Regions from separate parts of the Zea mays genome. Here all the other regions are linked to region 2. Evidence: chromatin contacts called from public Hi-C data. All regions are on one chromosome and are shown on one strand. The core of a region is the stretch at or near the end of the contact, and the rest is flanking DNA. Distances in the headings are between cores, read along the strand shown. Region 1 holds the start of LOC100284909. Region 2 holds the start of LOC541805 (cellulose synthase 7). Region 3 holds the start of LOC100217287.

Region 1 (2,995 bases), core at 422-2,921, 140 kb after region 2:
AACCTATGTAAATCTAAAGGTCAGTAGTGATTTGTGGTCCTCGAGATAAGTCCGGCAGCATATTCTTATAGGAACCACAAAATAAGGGACCATTATGAGAATACCAGCTTACCAGCACAGGTATTGTGTGACTAGCAGCATGAGTAAATCACACGTCATTGCATCAAAAACCACAGAATAAGGGTAACCTGTCGGTTTAACCAAATGGGCAAGGCTTGAAATGTGTGACTAGCAACAAAATCAAAGTACACATCAGGAAGAAAAGTGTATTGCTCCATCCCAAGGCTGCATATACCACTTTCCAAAATGCATCTTTTACACAGAACAGATGCAACGAGTAGGTCATGATACCATTGCCAAGGGAACAAGGCACCTACGTCTATGTGCTAAACACTTTAGTGCTTTAAACAGAAGTAGCTTGAAAGTGTTTTTTTTTCATGTTTTCATCTGACAATCAGATGGTTACAGCCACACATATTGTAATGAGAAATTGACTGCAGTTGTTGAACTGCAATGTCCAGGGTGTTTCCAATTTCAGAAAGAGACGTGAAATAGCTGCCCCTTTCAATGTGTTCAGCGGCTCAGAAATTTTCGTAGCTAGGTGTTGCTTTCAATGTGTTCAACGGCTCAGATATTTTCTTAGGTTAAAATTCATTCTTACTTTTGTAGAAACAATTGAAGAAACAGTGACATATGATGCCAGACAACTAGAGAAATACAGCCAGATTTCCTGCTGCAAATGTTTCATTGTTGGGAACATTGATGATCACAAGTTTGCTTATGAATTGAAGATAATTCACCCAGATGGAGATGCAGACAATTGCAGCTTATTCGGAAATACTGAATGAAATGCACATAATTTCACGACGAGCATCATTCACATCATAATTCCCTTTCCTCCAACTCCAACATTACTGGAGTCGCACGAACATAATAAGAAAATAAAACGAGAAATAAGCGGGGGAAGGGGAGCAAAAAAGGGATCGGCTGTGTACCTCCAAGGGAGATGTAGGGTATGCGGTGGGCGCGGCCGATGTAGACGGCATCGGAGAGGACCCCGAAGAGCGGCTTGGCGACGAGCGGGAGGCTCCCAGCGTTCTGCAGGAGTTGCAGGCCGGCGGGGCTGAGCCCCATGCCGCGCGTGAGGTGGAAGTTGAGTGCCAGCCACGGGAAGCAGCGGAACCCCTGCACCCAGTACCCGACCCCGCACACCCACCACACCCGGCGCATCTCCCGCAGCGCCCCGCGCCGTTTGGCCGCGGGCGTGAGATGCACGGGCGTGGGCGCGGGTGGCGTGAGTGTCGGCGCGGCCGATAAGTCCAGGAACTGGGCCAGCCCGCGCTTCTGCCGCCGTTCCTCCGGTGTCGTCGGCATCCGGAGGCATAGCGTGACGCCGATGCAGCGCGCGTTCCTGCACGTGGCGGCGGCGGGTCGTGCGGTCGGGCTGCGGGGGAGGTGGAGGTGAAGGTGCGGTGCGCACAGCGAGAGGCAGAGCATGGTGCCGGCGTCTCCCGTCGTCCGCGCGGCGGCGGGCGGGTAGAGGGGGCAGGAATGCGGAGGCGACTTGAGCGGAGCGGGATGGTGTGTGCGGGCTTGTGGTGGGGAGGTTAAGGTGGTCCGGCGGGGCTTCGGGGAGGGAGATACGGAGAGACTTCTGGAAGACGAGAACGGCCGCGCGCAGCTTCGGGGGTTTTTTTTTCTTCTTTTTTTTCTGTCTTTTGGTGCCCAACTGCCCATGCCTTGTGGGCTCTGGACTGTAGTGGCCTGGTGGGGACGCTGGGACGCACCCCGCCTCTCGTGAAGCATTCTTGGCCTCCGATGCCGATTGTTTCATTTCCACAGGATGTTTGAACGGGGTGTGTTTATACTAGGAGTACATTCTTAGTATCTTGATGTGTTTCTGATTCAAAGAAGTAAAAAGATAAACTAAAAACCTTCTATCTGCCCCCTGCTTTTCGCATCCTAGCTGCTTTTCATTGTTCAACTTAGGCGTTGGCTCGTTTTTTAGCCAATCAACAAACAAACTCTAGGGCTGGCGTCACACGATGCAGGGGGCGTTAGAGTCCTCTCTGTGTGAGTGTGGACTGTTCGCGACTGCGTAGAGAGTTTCGGTCTTCTGCGCATAGACCGTTCACGTATGAGCGACGGAAAGTACGCGAGGCGCGCAGAGGGCTTCTTGGATCTTTTGCACCTGAATCTCGCTATCCGGAAGGGATCCATTAGGGAGAAAATATCATAGGGTTGTCCTGTGGTCGGCAGGTCACCCAAAACATATCTAAACGACGTAAAGTCGAGGAGATGTGAAGACTGCAGATGAGAAAGACTAATCTAATTAGGTGGTGCCTCAATCGGTCGTACCTCTTTATATTTATAGGGGAGGTCTGGACCCGTTCCTAGGTGCATCCCAACCGATTCCCACGCGATGAGTTGAATAAGCACGCGCGAGGAAAAGGACTCTCGCCCGAATTAATCTAATCGCGGACCGTCTGGGGCTAGCTCGTCTAGCCGTGCCAAATGTCAAATATGGTGCTCAACACATGCCTCCTACCTTTTGGATAAGCTTAAGCGAACCAAAAGCACCTAGTACAAGTTGTAAACAACTCGATGTGAATCTATCGGTTCTCTAAGCATCTTACCATATACTAGGATGATATCACTTTAGAAAGCGATCATTCAATGCATTGGGCAACTTATCTCCTTGCACCGTTTGTAATGTGTTACCAGAGATCACCTGTGTAACTTTATAAGGCCCTTCCCAACATGGGGACCATTTGCCAAACTTCCAGTCCATCCATACTCCTTAATGGCAAGATTGTCTTTTAAACTAGATCTCCAACCTAAAAAGTCTTAGCCTTTACCTTATTGTTGTAAGCCTTGGCAACTATGATCTTGTCTTTCTCAATCTCCTTTAGAGCCATCAACCTCTTGTCGATCACCAAATCAATACTATCCATCATTAGATCATGGTAGTCACCAACATCTTGATCATTTAGAC
Region 2 (2,985 bases), core at 43-2,542:
TCTCCATCCGTTCCTTCCAAGCAACACTACCATACCCATATGCAGCAAGATCCTTGGATGGGTCCATAGACCTGGGTTGCACTGGAACACAACAACCGTTAATCAGTTACATTCAGGGCACCATGACCACAACTATGTTTTGGCTGATGATCATCCAGATACATACCAGGTAAGCTGGGATCCGCATAAGGAAGGGGATGTATCCTCTTTCCCCCACCACCCATGAAAGAAGGCACCAGCGCGTGCTGCTCCGGTGGGATGTCATCCACCTGCGATCAGACCAGAAACAAGCAATTGAGCCATTGGCACACCAATATCCCACAAACGGAGGTGGCAAGCGAATAGTGATACTTGGATTCGGCAGTAACAGTACCATCTGCCCGTTGGTGAGGAGTGGAACATTGGGGTTGAGCTGGAAAGCTTGTGGCGCGCCATTAGGGTCACCTCCACGGCCGTAGCTCATGTGGCCGTAGAGCATGGACTCGGCCACAGACTGCGAGTCATGGCCGTCCCAGTTGAACTCGTTGTCCAGGTCATCGACGCCGTCCTCCTCCTCGTCACCGGTCACACGCTGGCAGCCTGCAAACAAAGTCCGGCGCATAGGACCGAGCTGAGTGGGCAATTGAGACTAAAGAAGAATCATCGAATGCCGCCCGACTAATGCATTAGCGCCAGGGTAGTGGAGCTGCATTTCGGTGGATGGGGTTGGGGACACCCACCCTTGAGGCGCTTGTATCGAGTCTTGCACTGGGGGCAGTTCTGCGTGCCCTCCCGGCGCTCGTATTCGTAGCAGTCCCGGCAGACGGGGAAGGCGCACTCGTTGCACGCCACGAAGGGGTCCCCGCCGGGGGCAAGGCCGACGTCGTCGCCGCAAATCTGGCACACCTGCCCGTTCTGCTCCCGCGGCGGCTTCGGCTGCACGCACGCGAGCGCGCACACAGCAGACAGCAAAAGTTAGAAAGGGAAAAAAAACAGCAACGTAACGCTCGCTCCTCTCGCAAGCCAGCCGGAAAAATTGAAGCGCGCGCGTACCCCGGGATCGCCGTCGCGGCGGATGACGACGAGCTCGTTGCGGTTGTGGGAGCCGGCCACCAGCCCGGCGCTCGCCTCCATCGCTTCCTCCCCTCCACTTCCGCCGCCGACGAAGGCAGAGGATACTGACCGTAGCTCCTCTCACTCTAGCAGCAGATCCTCATCCCCGAGTGGTTTCTCACCGAACGCCGAGCCGCGCCACGCCGCACCGACGAGGGAGAAGAGGAGAGGAGAGCAGGAATGCGTGCCAGTGGCGACAGGCGTCGGTGGGAGGGGATTTAGCGAGCGGGGATTTTTAAAGAAAATTGGGGGAGAAGGAGAGGAGTGTCGGTGGGCGCAGAAAAAGGGAGGCGAAAAGAAAAAGGAAAGACGGCCAAGGAAAGGGCCGCGCCAACTACTAGAGTTGAACAGATGGAAATGGGAGGTAATTTTGGGATGGAAAGCGCTAGTACAAAAGTTTGCCGCGTTCAGAATCACAGGTGTTTTATGGATGCCCATGCGACGATTTCAACCATCTCACTTACGAAATCCGTCTTTCAAAAATTAATACGGGGATGTTTGATTAATAATGTAACTACTAACAAAATCTCATAGATCCGCATTGAAAAAATATATATATCTAGAGGCATATTATTCAGCTGCTGCGATGATGAATGCCCGACAAAATGGTAGTCAGTGATAACGCCAAGATATGGTGACAACCGAGCATAACGGCGATGCAAGAATCCTATATCTGTTGCTTACGAAATATTCGTTGTTGATATAAAATTTATATCTAGGAAAACATACATGACCATTCTCTTGGGGTAGAATAATATATGCTAGAAAATAAAAATCAAAAGTCGACTGGAAAATAACGACATGGCTCACATGGGCATTCCAATTGTGATGGAGTATATTCCTTGAGACATTTTCATTATTGATCAACATTTAATGTAATGTTTTGCTATTTCTAACGCAACACCAAATAGATGTTACATTAGTATATTGTGAATGAATGTGAAATTTTGTACCAGTAATATGGAGTAGAAACTAGTAATATAATCTTGATGATTTATGCCCACATCATTGACATGCTACTAGGAAAAAAACATCACTTTTGTTTGCAATGGTGAATGTAGAACAAAGCAGTATCAACATATAGGGCTGGACGAAAAACTCGTGGCTCGTTGGCTCGCTCGGCTCGTAGCCTGCTCAGCTCGACTAGGATCGGATCGTTTAAATTTTTACACGAGTTGAGCCAGCGTCCCAGCTCGGTTTCTTAACGAGCCAGCTCGAGCTGATCTCGAGCCAGCTCGCGAGCTAACCGAGCTGCCACATTGCAGCATTCCAATTCGGGCCGGCCTTTCACAGTTTCACTTAATCACTTGTTTGGCCCATCAGTCGTAAGCCCAGGCGGCCAGGCCCAACGCTCACCGCTCAACAGGCACCGCACACGGCCACACGGGCAAATGGCCACGGGCCACCGCTCCAGGCTCGGCAAACGGCGTACTGCTCAACTGATCCACTCCAGACACCAGAGAGGCAGAGACCAGACTCCAGTCGGCATCAGCCACTCAGCCGCTCCCGCTCAGGCCTCAGCCGCGCGCAAACCCTAGGTGTCTCGGCGTCGGCGACGGCCGACAGCGACTCGGCGGACGGCGGCTCGGCGCTCCACTCGTCTCCACCGACCACCGGCCAGGCGGAGCAGCAGTCCAGGCAGCACCGCGGCACAGCGCCAGCGGGCAGTGGCCAACCGGCCACCAGGCACCGGCATCGCGCGCGGCCGCGCGCCCAAATGGCCACCGCTCTAGGCTCCAAGCCTCCAACAGTCCACTCCAGGTCTCCAGCGTCAGGCTCACTGCGTCTCAGCGTCTGCGGACTCAGCGTCGATATCCAGGCATCCAACCCTATGCCCCTATGGAGGAGGAGAACACTCCATTGCCAGCAAGTTTGGGGTCTCGAACTCGAACC
Region 3 (3,290 bases), core at 126-2,625, 160 kb before region 2:
AACAAGCATGTCATTGTTAATACTTCCAGGTTTTAATCCCTCCCCACTAAAACTAGAATTTCTAGAGTTATTAGCGAGAATACCTGCTGATTTCAGGATTTCAGGAACTGTCCAATTCTGGTTTGAAATTGAGAGTGCTGTGCGATTATGCCCTACTTGAGCAGAATAAGGCTCGTTATTAGCATAAGATCTTTTATATCCCGGGGTTAGCCTTGTGGCTTGTGCAAATGGAGCAGCATAAACTTGCAAAAATGTTGGCGATTGCAGGTTTAATTTACCCTCTGTAAATTAGTCAGTTAGCACCTCCTCTTGTTGGGTTTCAGGGTTTCTGAAACGGACTAGATTTGAAAGAACAGTGACTATCCCCTCTTCAGGCGAACAGAACTAAGCTAGCGGTACAAACAATCTCATAAACTGATGCCACACCGCAAACGAAAGAAATTCGAAAAGGCTATAGTTACCCTGGAGAGATCCTGGTCGATGTCGACGGCCATCATGTGCGTGCGGTGGATCTGCTGCCCCTGCTGGTGGACGGTGACGAGCGTCTTGGATGCGGTGTCCCTCATCTCCTCGGCGATCCTGACGCACCCCCGCGTCCGGCGCGTGGTCTCCTCGGCCTTGTACGCCGCGTAGCCCTCCAGCTCCTGCACGGACTGGCCCTCAAGGCCGCCAGCGTCGCGGAAGTCGTTCCGGTAGTGATGGTTGGCCGCGGAAGAGAAGAGCCCGCCTCTGTCGCCGGCGCCGAAGAGAGAGGAGGAGCCCCGCTGCTCGTCCGGGGGAGGCACGGAGGACGCCCGCGCTGGCCGCTGCTGCGGTTTGTCGTCGTCGGAGTCGGAATCGAACGGGTTGGTGGCCTTCTTCTTGGGCGCGAAGAAGGATCGCTTCCCGCTGCTCATGGTGGCCGCTGGAGTACTGGTGCCGCGGCAAGTAATCGCGATCGGGAGTCGGGACTCGGGAGTGGCTGCTAGTTTCTGCTCGACCGTTCCTGTGGTGAATTGAGGAACCGGATTCATTTCACCCGGCATACATACATAATTTTTAAAAATGAAGGACCAACTCCCATGAACTGAAACACAACCGTTCCTGTGGGGAATCGAGGAACCGGGTTCACCCGACATACATACATAGTTTTAAAATTGAAGGATCGACTCACATGAACTGAAATGAAAATTCTCACGCAATATGAGAAGAACAGATAGAAAGCACAAGGATGAAGTGAAGCACCTGTACGAAGGAACGAAGCTAGCGGAGATCGAGGGATCGGCGGCTGGGGAACGGGCAGCGAACTGGGGCACACCCGGAGGAGGACGACGAAGAGCCGGCGGCGCCGGTGGGAATATAACAGTTGTGGGGGGAGACGACGAAGAGCGACAAGGATATACGCTGCCCTGGTCGTAGGGGATGCACGCGCCCTGACAGGAGGAAAGGTAAAAGAGCGAGGACACGGTCGCTCGATGGCGTGCGCCCTGACAGCAGACTCCCCGCGTCCGGCTGGATCCCATTTCCATCCGGTTTCCGTTACGGCTCGCGCTGTCGCGCACACGCGATTCTGGTTGTGAAAATTATTACTAGCTGATAGGAGCGTGCTGCGTGCGACTACTTCCTCGGTCAAGGACGCGGCGCCGGCTAGGTCAAAGACGGCATTGGATTGGTGAGGAGCGCTACGACAGCTGAGGTGCTTTCTTGTTCTGCTTTGCTTAACCCTGAGTTATTGGTGGGACTTTCGTCTTCGAAGGTTCTTAAAAACATGACTAATGTGTTTTCCAATATAATATATTATTACGAGAAATTTCGGCTTTAAGATAAAGGTGTACATGATATGAAAGACGCAATCTGAAAGAAGGATGAATCAGTTCTGAAGCTATGGATGGAGAAGCTTCGGCTTAGCACAACTATGATGATGAAGGACGAACCGACTTAAAAGGAAAAGACTGCTCAGTACTCGACAGATTACCTTTTGACTAATAGAAAATGTCAGGGACATAAATGTAATTTTACTCAGACTGCGTCCAGTGCCTATAAATAGATGAACAGTAACACTGTACTGTTCACAATGACTTGTAATCGCTCGCTCGTCACTCTTGGATTTTTGCCTTCTGTCAAGCTGAAGGTATAAATGTAATTTGATATTACTAATGTTTGTCCATGATTATATAATAATAATGTGAATAATATGATGACTTGATACAATTATTCATGTTTCCTTCTATATCTCTATTTATATTCTTACATATTGTAATGATGAAGGTATGTCCTTCATGACCTTCGTCTGAGGATCATTATACCCTAAGGGAAATAATGATTCGAAAGACGAAGGTCTTTAACCATTAACATTTGTGTTGCCTTGTTCTTAATTTATAGTATTTGATAATAAGTGACCAACATTGGCGTCCACCTCCAGTGAACTCACTTGACCACCTTCGGCAAGCTTTGACCGTCGTCATGCCGCCGAAGAAGTCATCAGGGACAGGGGTTGCATTGCAGCCACTGTACATTAATCAAGATACATTACGCGAAGCTAGGAGCCAGAAAAGGAAGGCTACCAGTCTAACACCTCAGAAGGAGGAGTTGGACCAAGAAATCAGGGACCTTGAAGCCATTCATCAACAGGTCCAGAAGAAGAAAGAAAAGATGATTCGTCTTGCCGATCTTCAGAGAAAGATTGATGAGGCTGCTGAAAAAATGTGTCATCTCACCTAAGATGACCAAGACCGAAGGCCTCAACACAGAGAGCTTCGTCAAGACAATTCCTACAACGATGATGAATGGTATGATGATTTCCATCATGACAATTTTGCTTTTAATGATGATTCTCCTCTAGCAGCAGAATTGCAGGCTACCCCGTGTCCCCCATCATACAAGCCACCCCAGCTTTCTATGTATGATGGGCACTCAGACCTGAAGCAGTTTCTAATGAGCTACGAGGCAACCATATCTTCTTATGGGGGCAACACTGTAGTCATGGCAAAATCCTTCGTCATGGCAGTCAAAAGTGTCGCAGAAACTTGGTACTCTTCTCTTGGGCCAGGGACAATCACATCATGGCAGAAGCTTAAGAATATGCTAATCACTAGCTTCCAATGTTTTCAGACGAAGCCGGTCACTGCTCAGGCTTTATTCTAGTGCACGCAAGACCACGAGGAGTACCTTCAGGCGTATGTCCGAAGGTTCCTGCGTCTGAGAGCACAAGCGCCTACAATGCCCAATGAAGTTGTCAATGAGGCCATGATTAAAGGGCTTCGGCCAGGACCTACGGCTCAGTATTTTGCCAGGAAACCCCCACAAACCCT

The links. Hi-C and Micro-C count contacts between places; a contact is called where the count stands out from the background.
Region 1: a contact with region 2 is called in a Hi-C map of tassel, with 7 times the contacts expected there. The contact joins the promoter of LOC100284909 here to the promoter of LOC541805 in region 2. A contact is called at or near these places in 9 of 25 Hi-C or Micro-C datasets (bundle sheath, ear, leaf and 3 more) and 1 of 3 datasets of contacts at active chromatin or transcription factors (leaf).
Region 3: a contact with region 2 is called in a Hi-C map of ear, with 4 times the contacts expected there. The contact joins the promoter of LOC100217287 here to the promoter of LOC541805 in region 2. A contact is called at or near these places in 5 of 25 Hi-C or Micro-C datasets (ear, leaf and tassel).

Annotation. Positions count from the first base shown.
Region 1 is chr7:38,165,632-38,168,626 of Zm-B73-REFERENCE-NAM-5.0, forward strand. LOC100284909 reads right to left here and starts at 1,672. Exons shown (of 2, transcript NM_001157804.2): 1 at 996-1,672. The coding sequence starts at 1,497.
Region 2 is chr7:38,023,387-38,026,371 of Zm-B73-REFERENCE-NAM-5.0, forward strand. LOC541805 (cellulose synthase 7) reads right to left here and starts at 1,293. Exons shown (of 14, transcript NM_001111487.2): 1 at 1,033-1,293; 2 at 720-915; 3 at 374-579; 4 at 167-269; 5 at 1-81. The coding sequence starts at 1,113.
Region 3 is chr7:37,860,453-37,863,742 of Zm-B73-REFERENCE-NAM-5.0, forward strand. LOC100217287 reads right to left here and starts at 1,376. Exons shown (of 5, transcript NM_001143638.1): 1 at 1,225-1,376; 2 at 462-985. The coding sequence starts at 896.